Linked DNA regions of Mus musculus: region 2 is linked to region 1. The links are chromatin contacts, called in public promoter capture Hi-C maps. All regions are on one chromosome and are shown on one strand. Each heading gives the region's core, a stretch centred on a gene start, on an enhancer-like site or on the middle of the called end of the contact. The rest is flanking DNA. Distances are from core to core; before and after follow the strand shown. Region 1 holds the start of Acsm3 (acyl-CoA synthetase medium-chain family member 3). Region 2 holds the start of Anks4b (ankyrin repeat and sterile alpha motif domain containing 4B).

The links. Capture Hi-C pulls out chosen DNA fragments and counts their contacts.
Region 2: a promoter capture Hi-C map of adipose tissue shows a contact between it and region 1, with 4 times the contacts expected there. The contact joins the promoter of Anks4b here to the promoter of Acsm3 in region 1. A contact is called at or near these places in 1 of 39 promoter capture datasets (embryonic stem cells), 1 of 115 datasets of contacts at active chromatin or transcription factors (kidney) and 2 of 9 other capture datasets (adipose tissue and pancreatic islet).

What each region holds. Positions count from the first base shown.
Region 1 is chr7:119,758,082-119,763,134 of GRCm38.p6, forward strand. It overlaps Acsm3 (acyl-CoA synthetase medium-chain family member 3), which reads left to right and starts at 2,842. Exons shown (of 15, transcript NM_212442.2): 1 at 2,842-2,901.
Region 2 is chr7:120,171,095-120,176,147 of GRCm38.p6, forward strand. It overlaps Anks4b (ankyrin repeat and sterile alpha motif domain containing 4B), which reads left to right and starts at 2,764. Exons shown (of 2, transcript NM_028085.2): 1 at 2,764-2,988. The coding sequence starts at 2,825.

The sequences.
Region 1 (5,053 bases), core at 1,592-4,091:
AGAATACCAGGGCCAGAAAGCAGGAGTGGGAGGGTTGGTGAGCAGGGGGAGGGGAGAGGGGATTGGGGGTTTTCAGAGGAGAAACAAGGAAAAAGGATAACATTTGAAATGTAAAGAAAATATCTAATAGAAAAGAAAAAATTTAAAAAATAACAAATTTTAAAAATCATTTTTTATCTAAATAAATAATTCCTAATGGTATTCTGTTTTCCTCATAGATTGGTGCCTAGCACAGTCATCATCAGAGAGGCTTCTGTTGGCAGCTGACAAGAGCAGACGCAGAGACCCACAGACACAGTAGGCAGAGAAAGAGCCCGAATGGGAGATCTCCATCCAGTCCCTCCTCTTGGAGATGGGAAAACCCTGAAGAAGAGGAGTAGGAAGAATTGTAGGAGGCAGAGGGGTTGAGGATACCAGAGGAACATGGCCCACTGAACCAACTAAGCAGGACCACACAGGGTCCACAGAGTCTGGAGCAGCTGCCATGTAACCTGCATGGGTTTTCGATGGTCCTCTGCATCTATGTTATGGTTGTGTAGCTTGGTGTTCTTGTGGGGCTCCTAACAATGGAAGTAGGGGTGTCTCTGACTCTTTTGCCTGCTATTAGAACCCTTTTCCTCTACTGGGTTGCCTCGCTTAGATTTGATATGAGGTGTGTGCCTGATCTTCTTGCATCTTGTTAGGCTGTGTTCTGTTGATATCACTGGGAGGCCTGCACGTTTCTGTTTTTGTTTGTTTGTTTTTTGTTTTTGTTTTTGAGATAGGGTTTCTCTGTATAGCCCTGGCTGTTCTGGAACTCGCTTTGTAGACCAGGCTGGCCTCGAACTCAGAAATCCATCTGCCTCTGCCTCCCAAGTGCTGGGATTAAAGGCGTGCGCCAACATTGCCCAGCTGGCCTGCACTTTTCTGAAGTGAAAAAGAGAGCAGTGTAACTGGGGAAGAGGGGAGTTGGGGAGGTTACTAGGAGGAGTGGAGGGAGGAAAGACTGCAGTTGGAATGCACTGAAAACAGAAAAGAAGAAAAAGAAAAGGAAACATTAAGGGTTGCTGTGGACCAACATATCAGGAGAAGAGAGAAAGCTGAGTAGTGAGGATAATGTGGTTAAAAAAAAAAAAGCGCTATTTTGACAAAAAAACATATAAACAAACAAAAATCAAACTCCATAGATTTCACCTACAAAGACCATCAATAACAAAACCCACAGCTGGCAGTAGAACTCACTGTGGAAGCCTCAGTGCATCCTACTTTAGGAAGGGACCAAGAACTCCACTTCACTGCTCCAGTGTGGATGCCAGCCAGAGAAATAAGGCAACAAAGCAAAGCAAAGCAAAGCAATGCAGAGCGGAGCGGAGCGGAGCAGAGCAGAGCAAAGCAAAGCAAAGCAATGCAGAGCAGAGCGGAGCAGAGCAGAGCAAAGCAAAGCAAAGCAAAGCAATGCAGAGCAGAGCGGAGCGGAGCAGAGCAGAGCAAAGCAAAGCAAAGCAAAGCAAAGCAAAGCAAAGCAAAGCAATGCAGAGCGGAGCGGAGCAGAGCAAAGCAAAGCAAAGCAAAGCAAAGCAAAGCAAAGCAAAGCAAAGCAAAGCAAAGCAAAGCAAAGCAAAGCAAAGCAAAGCAATGCAGAGCGGAGCGGAGCGGAGCAGAGCAGAGCAAAGCAAAGCAAAGCAAAGCAAAGCAATGCAGAGCGGAGCGGAGCGGAGCAGAGCAGAGCAAAGCAAAGCAATGCAGAGCGGAGCGGAGCGGAGCGGAGCGGAGCAGAGCAAAGCAAAGCAAAGCAAAGCAAAGCAATGCAGAGCAGAGCGGAGTGGAGCAGAGCAAAGAAAAACAGCATAAAGATCTGAAAGGATGAAATAAAACTCACTCTTCACACACAGTGTGACTATTTACATAGTAAATTTCCAGAAATCAAATTTGTAAAAGATCAATTTTTAAAAGGGGACCAATTCATTTTTTGTTTGCTTGCTTGCTTGCTTGTGTGACAGGCTCTTATCTATGAAAGCCATTGCTGTCCTAGAACTCACTGTGTACACCAGGCTAGCCCTAAACTCTCAGAGATCCACCTGTCTCTGCCTCCCAAGCACTGAGATTAAAAGTATGGGCCAACGTGCCCAGCTTATTAATTCCAGTATTTAAGTTGGAATTTGAGTTAAATTTGAGTTGGATTTTTATCATATACAATTGGAAGAGCCATCTGTTCACATATCACATGAAACATTTACTAGATGGCTAACATTTGTTACTAGTTAATATCTACACTGAGGATCCATCAGTAAATAAAGCAAAGTTCTTATTTTCAAAGTCGGTGTTCAGAAATGAAAAAAAAATTTTTTTAAAAAAGTTAAAAGCAGGAAAAAAATCAATGAAGATTTCTAGGTTGGGAAGAAAGGCCTGGGATAGGATATCTCACCAAATGAGGCTTTGGCCGTGGGAAGAGTTACAGGCCGGGAGCTCAAGGATCTCTAGGCTGGAACACGCCTGTGTCTTAGGCAAGCAGCGGGGCTGCTGTGACTACAGCAGAGCAGGAAGGCCGAGCGGTGAGGTCTGGGTCAGAGAAGACACCATGGCTTGTTACACTTCTCTGAATCACTGGCAAGCTGAGAAACACTGCCTCCACCTCTGAAGGGCTGAGTGAGGCATGTGTAAGCCCCGGATTCCGGTTGCTTTTCAGCAAGCCTTTCCCTCCTAGTAAAAGCACACGCACTGCCTTCCCAGCCTACTAAAACTCTGCTGTGTGTACAGATAACATTACCTGTTAAGAAGGTTAAGTAAGACAGGCCAGGGTTATGTAAACATTCACGCTCCTCCCACCAATATATCCACCAATTAAGGAAAGGCACTGCCGGCCAGTCTGACTCCTCCGTCAAACTCCGTCCACTTTGATCCACCACCAACACTAAAGCAGAGGTGAGAAGTTGGCTTTCTCTTCCATTAAGCGGGTCTACTATCACTCCAGCTGTGTGGGAAGCAGTATCTTTAGTGAGGATCCAATTTCTTTTCCTGGGTAAGACTTCCTGCAACAGTGCAGGTTTTCTTTATAAATGTTCAGCAAACAATACCAGCAACTTCAGAAAATGCTCTGTGAAGCCATGGGTGGCAGAGGGGTTTCTAAACTCAGAGTCTTTCAGCTGCCATGGGAGCACTGAGGAGGAGGTTGGGAGAGAGCACCCCCAGGACATGGCTGGCAGGGCAGCTGAGTTTTCAGCTTAGGCTTTTTGGTGAGATTTGGGTTTTAATAATGGCTTCGTATGTTTCCATGATAAAATGTTTTGGAAAAAAAAAAAAAAGCGAGTAGGAGCTTGACTGAACCCTGCTCAATGACAGATGGAAGTTCATCTTCTAACTATCCAGAAGTACACAAACTACCTCTTGAAAACGTCTTCTCTCCAGGACAAGGGATAATCTAAAGCAGTATATTGAGGGTGGGAATTAAGACAAGGTCTTTTTGTGGATGAGAACCATGGAGTTGTACTTTGCTTTGAGGCTGTGTATCTGCCGTTGTTATTTGGGCTAATCAGGGGGAAGGGCTTTGTGGAGATGTGGAAAGATGGAAGATCCCTCTGCCCTGCCGTCTATATGGACCCAAAGTTCTTATTTCAGATGAGACTTTAAGTTCTTTCAAAAGCACATCCATCCAGACAGTGGTGCCTCTCTTAGAATTTTTCTTAGCAAGATTTCATGGCTTAGTGTAAAATCTAGATTTGCCATGCAGAAGTGATCTTTTCTTTCACCTGCAAGGGATTTTACAGATAGGAAAGTGGACATTGTAAGACAAGAGCATTGTAAAAGGCAGGAACTGACTGAGCCCTTGTTGGGAAGAAAGAAATAGTATGGATTTGATGAAGGGGTGTTGACATTCCTTTTTCTATTAAAAAAATGCTTAAGATCATTTTAAGTCCCAACTGATTGATCAATTTTCTGTTCTTTTTAAAAATGTGACTTCTAAAAATGTTCATTGAGATAAGTCCTTTTTAAAAGCATATTCATTGACAATTGCATACATACCTAATGTATTTTGATCATATCACCCTTTATTTCTCTCTTCCACCTCCCTCCAGCTCCCCCCAAGCCCCTTCTTCTCCCTGAGAAGGCCCTCCCACTCCTACTCTCACATCTGTTCTGTACTCCCCGAGTTTAATGAGGGTTTTTGCATGAGCATGGGTGGGTGGCTATTTCCTTGAACACGAGTAAGTTATCAGTGGCTACACCAATGTACTTGTGAAAGATTCTGAATGAAGGAGAGTTTTGTATGGGGTTAGGGGAGGAACAACAAACAGTGAACTCTGATTCTGCTTGGTATCAGCAAGGTGAGTACACTGTATTTATCCCCAGTGTAAATACTTGCATAGTTGTTTAATAGTTTGTAAACTCAGAGAGACGGGATGGGTGCCCTTATGATGTTAACAGAAGTATTCTCAGCATTTGATATAGGCCTGTCTCAGGATGAATGGACGTACTGTTCAGTTGGGTGTGTGTATGTTTGAGGGTGGTGTGTTTCTCTGGAATGTGGAATAATAAATCAATCCAAAATGCTAGGCACAACTTGCCAGATTGCAGCAAAAATGATGCATTCCCTGGAGAGACTTTCCAAAATAGCCTTGTTTTCTCCTGCCTACCTTTTCATGTAACAGCACTTTTTTTTTACTTCATTTACTTGTGCCAGTCATGACACTAGAGAGGACCTCCTCTCTATCCCCCCAATATGTTGTCTATATGTGCAACATTTTAAACATTCAAGCAGTATGTATTGAGTAAATAAATGAACCATAGTAACTGTACTGGCTGGTCTTGTGTGTCAACTGGATACAAGCTGGAGTTGTCACAGAGAAAGGAGCCTCCCTTGAGGAAATGCCTCCATGAGATCCAGCTGTAAGGCATTTTCTCAGTTGGTGATCAAGGGTGAGAGAGGCCATTGTGGGTGGTGCTATTCCTGGGCTGGTAGTCCTGGGTTCTATAAGAGAGCAAGCTGAGAAGCCAGGGGAAGCAAGCCAGTAAGTAACATCCCTCCATGGTCTCTGAATCAGCTCCAAGCTTCCTGACCTGCTTGAGTTCCAGTCCT
Region 2 (5,053 bases), core at 1,514-4,013, 410 kb after region 1:
CTGGCAGGTTGTCCTGTGAACTTCTGAGGAGTTTCTTGTTTTTATCACCCTTTTTGAAGTAGGAGCTGGGACTAAAGACAGGTGCTTCTGTGTTTGGATTTTTATGTGGGTTCTGGGGGTTCAAACTCAAGTGGCAAGTATTTTAACTGCAAACCCAAATCCCTGTGTGTGTGTGTGTGTGTGTGTGTGTGTGTGTGTGTGTGTGTGTGTGTGTGTGTTGGAGGGGAGGGCACGCACATGCGCGTGTACTCTAACATGGAGCATTAGTCGGCCATCACTGGAAAGAGAGGCCCATTGGACTTGCAAACTTTATATGCCCCAGTACAGGGGAACGTCAGGGCCAAAAAGGGGGAGTGGATGGGTAGGAGAGTGGGGGGGGTGGATATGGGGGGACTTTTGGGGTAGCATTGGAAATGTAAATGAGGAAAACCTAATAAAAAATTTCTTAAAAAGTATATCTGGTTCGAATCAAGAAGTTTTAATGTACATATATAATGATCAAATCATGTGTCTATCACCTAAGATATCATTTCTGTATGCAATCCTCTCCACTGACTGTGCTGAAATATACCATCCACTGGCCAACCACAGTTTTCTACTGTTCTGTAAAACACTACAAGTTCAATTTGGCAATTCCTTAAAACTAAATACAAATTACAATAAAACCCAGAAATTCCATGCCTTCCTATCTACCCAAGAGATGTAAAAATGTATGTTTACACAGGGCCATGTATGTGACTGTTCTTAATAACATTTTTCATCATTAATTAATGGAAGCAACCTAAACATACAAAGATGTTTGATGTGCTAGTGTAGTGGAATATTATTCAACAATTAAAAAATAAACTTTAAAAGATATTCCTTTTAAATAAAGGCCTCAAAACTATGTCACAGGATTCTAGTGATATAAAGTTCTCTACCTGCAACTATATATAGAGAAAACTGATTCATGATTTCTTAGGGTTGGGAGTAGGAATTAATTGCTAATAAACACAAAGGATTTCTTTTAAAAGTTCTGTTTTTACATGAACTCATTTGTCTTTGTGGTATGGGGGAGTCTGAGTTGGGATGGATTCCAGGGTTATCAGCTCATGAGAGATGGATTTAGTGTGGAGAAAACATTGCAAAACTGAGTTTACAAGAGGGCACTTGGCATGTGTTTGAATTACAAGTCTGGCAAAACTAGAATTTAATAAATTCATTGAATGAATCAACAAAAAGACCACCTACATGAAATAGTGGCATATGGGAATGTGATATGTTGAAGCTGTCCTCTATGGTTAGGGTAGCCCACAGCAATCTCCACCATGCAAATGAGGGCAGTCCTGATTGGCTAATATTTGATTTCCAGGACATACTGGGCTCACATGGTACAGCCTGTGGTTCTGAGTTGTACTTGGTTCAGATTGGCCTTATTCACTTACATCATTCTGCAACCAGAAAGTGCTGTTTCCTACAGGGACAAGGGTGGAGCAGAGACCGAAGGAAAGGTCATCCAGAGACTGCCTTACCTAGGGATCCATCCCATCTGCAGACACCAAACCCAGACACTATTGCTGATGCCAAGAAGCACTTGCTGACAGGAGCCTGGTATAGCTGTCCTCCTGAGAGGCTCTGCCAGAGCTGGGAGCAGTACAGATGTGAATGCTCACAGTCAAACCATCAGATTGAGCACAGGGACCACAATGGAGGAGTTAGGGGAAGGACTAAAGGAGCTGAAGGGGTTTGCAACCCCATAGGAGGAACAACAATATGAACCAACCAGACCCACCAGAGCTCCTAGGGACTAAACTACTAACCAAAGAGAACACATGGAGGTACCCATGGCTCCAGCTGCATATGTAGCAGAGGATGGCCTTATCTGGCATCACTGGGAGGGGAGGCCCTTCGTCCTGTGAAGGCTTGATGCCCCAGCATAGGGGAATGCTAGAGAGGTGGGGCAGGAGTAGGTAGGTGGGATAGCACCCTTATGCAAGCAGGGGAAAGGGGAGATGGAATAGAGGTTTTCGGAGGGGAAACTGGGAAGGGGATAATATTTGAATTGTAAATAAACAAAATAACCAATTAAAAAACCCTAACATCAATTCCTCTCTTTCCTATAGCCTGGGTATTGCTACTTGAATCATTTAAAAATATCTATAAATATTAATCATATACATATATATGTATATATAATGACATATGTGTATTTATGTATAATAGAAATATTTATAAAAGATTTTTAAAAAAGAAAGTGCTGTTTCCTTTTTGTGACACTCTCTAGACCAAGCTTTTTTGTGGCAGTTCCTGGAGAGTGACCTGTTTGTCTTCTGGCCTGTCAATCGGCCTTCTCTCCTCCATGTTATAGCAAAGATTTCACAACTGTAAATTTACTAAGATCTTTTATTTTATACTTCAAATGGCTAAATTCAAGTTGTACAAATTAGACCCCCTAAAATCTATTAAAACACCCCTTCTCCCACCCAAGTGAACTTAAACAGTTCAGAGTTTTTTGAGATTATTTCCCATATTCTGTGAGTGGGTGGTCAGTATCACATCTGACACTAGTTAATGGACACAGTAAAGATTAAACGTGCTTCACCACACTCATGACACACCTGTCAGGCCTCAGTGGTCATTGCCATGGTTGGTCCCCAAAGGAAAGGCCCAAGTCCAGGATTGCAGGTCTTCCTGGCTGGCTGCCTTCCAAGGAGCAAGGCCGGAGTGAACTTTGGCCTGGGGTGATACTCCCCGTCACTGATTAACCAGCCCTGTTGGAAGACTGTGTTACCAGCTCTGCCTAGACAAAGACTCCTACCTGGCCAAGCTCTGGTGGGCAGAAAAAATGTCTACCCGCTATCACCAAGCAGCGAGTGACAGCTACCTGGAACTTCTGAAGGAGGCCACCAAGCGTGATCTGAATCTCTCAGATGAGGATGGCATGACACCCACTCTCCTGGCAGCCTACCACGGCAACCTCGAGGCCCTAGAAATAATCTGCAGTAGAGGGTGAGTGATTCCTGTTAGGGTATCCTGGGTGGGGAGTACCACACCGGCAGTAAGAGACAGAGACATCCACGAAGACATTTTACTTCTTTCTAGGCTCCCTAAGTCTTTGGCTTTTAGAGAAAGAGTCAAGACTAAGCTAGGTATGGTTTCTTTCCCTGTGAAAACAGCCATTTAGGAGTCACTCAGGCAGAGGGGTGGGGGTAGGCATTGGAACTATATGCCCTGAAAGTCATATCCATGGAATTGAAATGGTTAACTCCTTAAAAAGAGGTCACCATGCTTTTTGGTTCAGTCATCCTCCTTGGTTAGGACATGGCTTTATTTTACGTTTTCAATTGTGTCACTAAAAACTATCTTTTATGAACACTCGGCCTTGGTGTAAGCTGAATTTTTGAATGAAATTTCTGGCTTTACAAGCTATAAAATGAGTCTTCAATCTTCACACACACACATACACACACCATCCCTTACCTTTAAATTCAAGTCTTTGCTAACTCTTTTATTCTGCTTGTCCTGCTCATTGCCAGAGGGCTAGTCAGGGTAGGCAGCTACGACTTAAGATGGGCAGAAATGGAGCGAAAGAGGAGTCTGGGAGAATGAGAGGAGTGGGAGTGGGAGGACGGGAGGGGAGGTAAAGAGTAAGAGAGCCAAGTGATTCCAGGACAGTGCATATTTAGCATCTGGCAGGTGACAGTCCACCTCTCCTCCTTCTCTCTCCTTCTTCCTCTTTCTCTTTCTTCCACTCCTTCCTCCTCTGATTCCAATTCTTCTCATATATTTTTGGTGCTGCCCAGATGGTGCTGATCAACAGAACATCCTAGTGTTCCTGTGGCAATCAGATCTGAGAGGGGAAGCCAAGCGAGCGGCTTTGGGTAGATGTGATAAAGCTCGTGCCAGGGAAGGGAAATTAAGCTGACATTAGAAAGACAAGGAGCTGATCGAGGTGGAGGGAAGTGTTTTCCCCCTAAGGCAGAACACTGTGCATTCCGAGGATGGAAGACATTGAGCTTGGCTGGACCTGACCTGCACAGGGACAGAACCTAAGCCATAAGACCAGACTATCAGGAGCCTTGAGAATTCTGCTGAGAACTTCAATCTTCTCCTGAGAGCCTAGACACCACACCCTCTATTTACAAAGGAGGCCATCAGATAGATTTATGCTTATGAATATTGTTCTGGTGATTGTACAGTGGTCACAGAGAATGTCTAGGGACATTCAAGGTAAAGTGAAACTCACGTGGTAACACTGGGCGTGGGTAGACACAGAGATGTGAGTGACAGTTTGGATGTCAGAGAGTGATTGGATGTGGCAAGTAAAGGAAGACGAGGGTCAACATCCATGTTTGGATTAAACAGATTGCGGGTCTGGCCACCTCGTTGGACTGGGGAACATGTCAGAAAGAGCGTGCTCACTCTCTATACGGCATCTCCTGAAGCTTTATTCAAGTTAGGTCTTTCTTTTTTTTTTTTTGAGTTAATGTCTCAGTTTTGCTACAGCAGTGAAGTATGCAACACTCTCTATTTAATTTACACCTTTAGTATCATAACCAGCAAATTTATTTCTTAGGTTATCCCCCTATTTGTTACATTTTTTTTTCTAGTTGGCAGTGTTGTGATGATTGTTCTTCCACGTAAGTCCTGGTCCATACTTTTTTTTTTCCGAGTGCAAATTCTCAGAACTAAAGTTGTCAGTTGGCCTACACTTGTGCTATGATAACGAAATACCTCAGACAAGGTAACTCAGAGAGGATAAAACTTATTCTCATAATTTTAAGAGCAGCCAGGAAGTCTAAGATCAAGTTGGCAAGAAGTTTGGTACCTGGAGAGATCAATTTTCTGTTTCCATGATGGGTTCTTATGGCTGCCACCTCTAGGGAGGGCAAAGGTGGAGCCCCCCCTCCCCCATGATAGGAGAGAGAGGAGGTACAGGCAAAGACAACTAGGAAAAGCAAGTTCCCTTCTTCGATAGGGAATCACTTTTACAAGGGGAAAGGCAGGGTCCTGGTGAGACTGAGAACGCCAGTGCTGAGCAGCCCTTACATTTCTGTCTGCGAGTCTATAACAT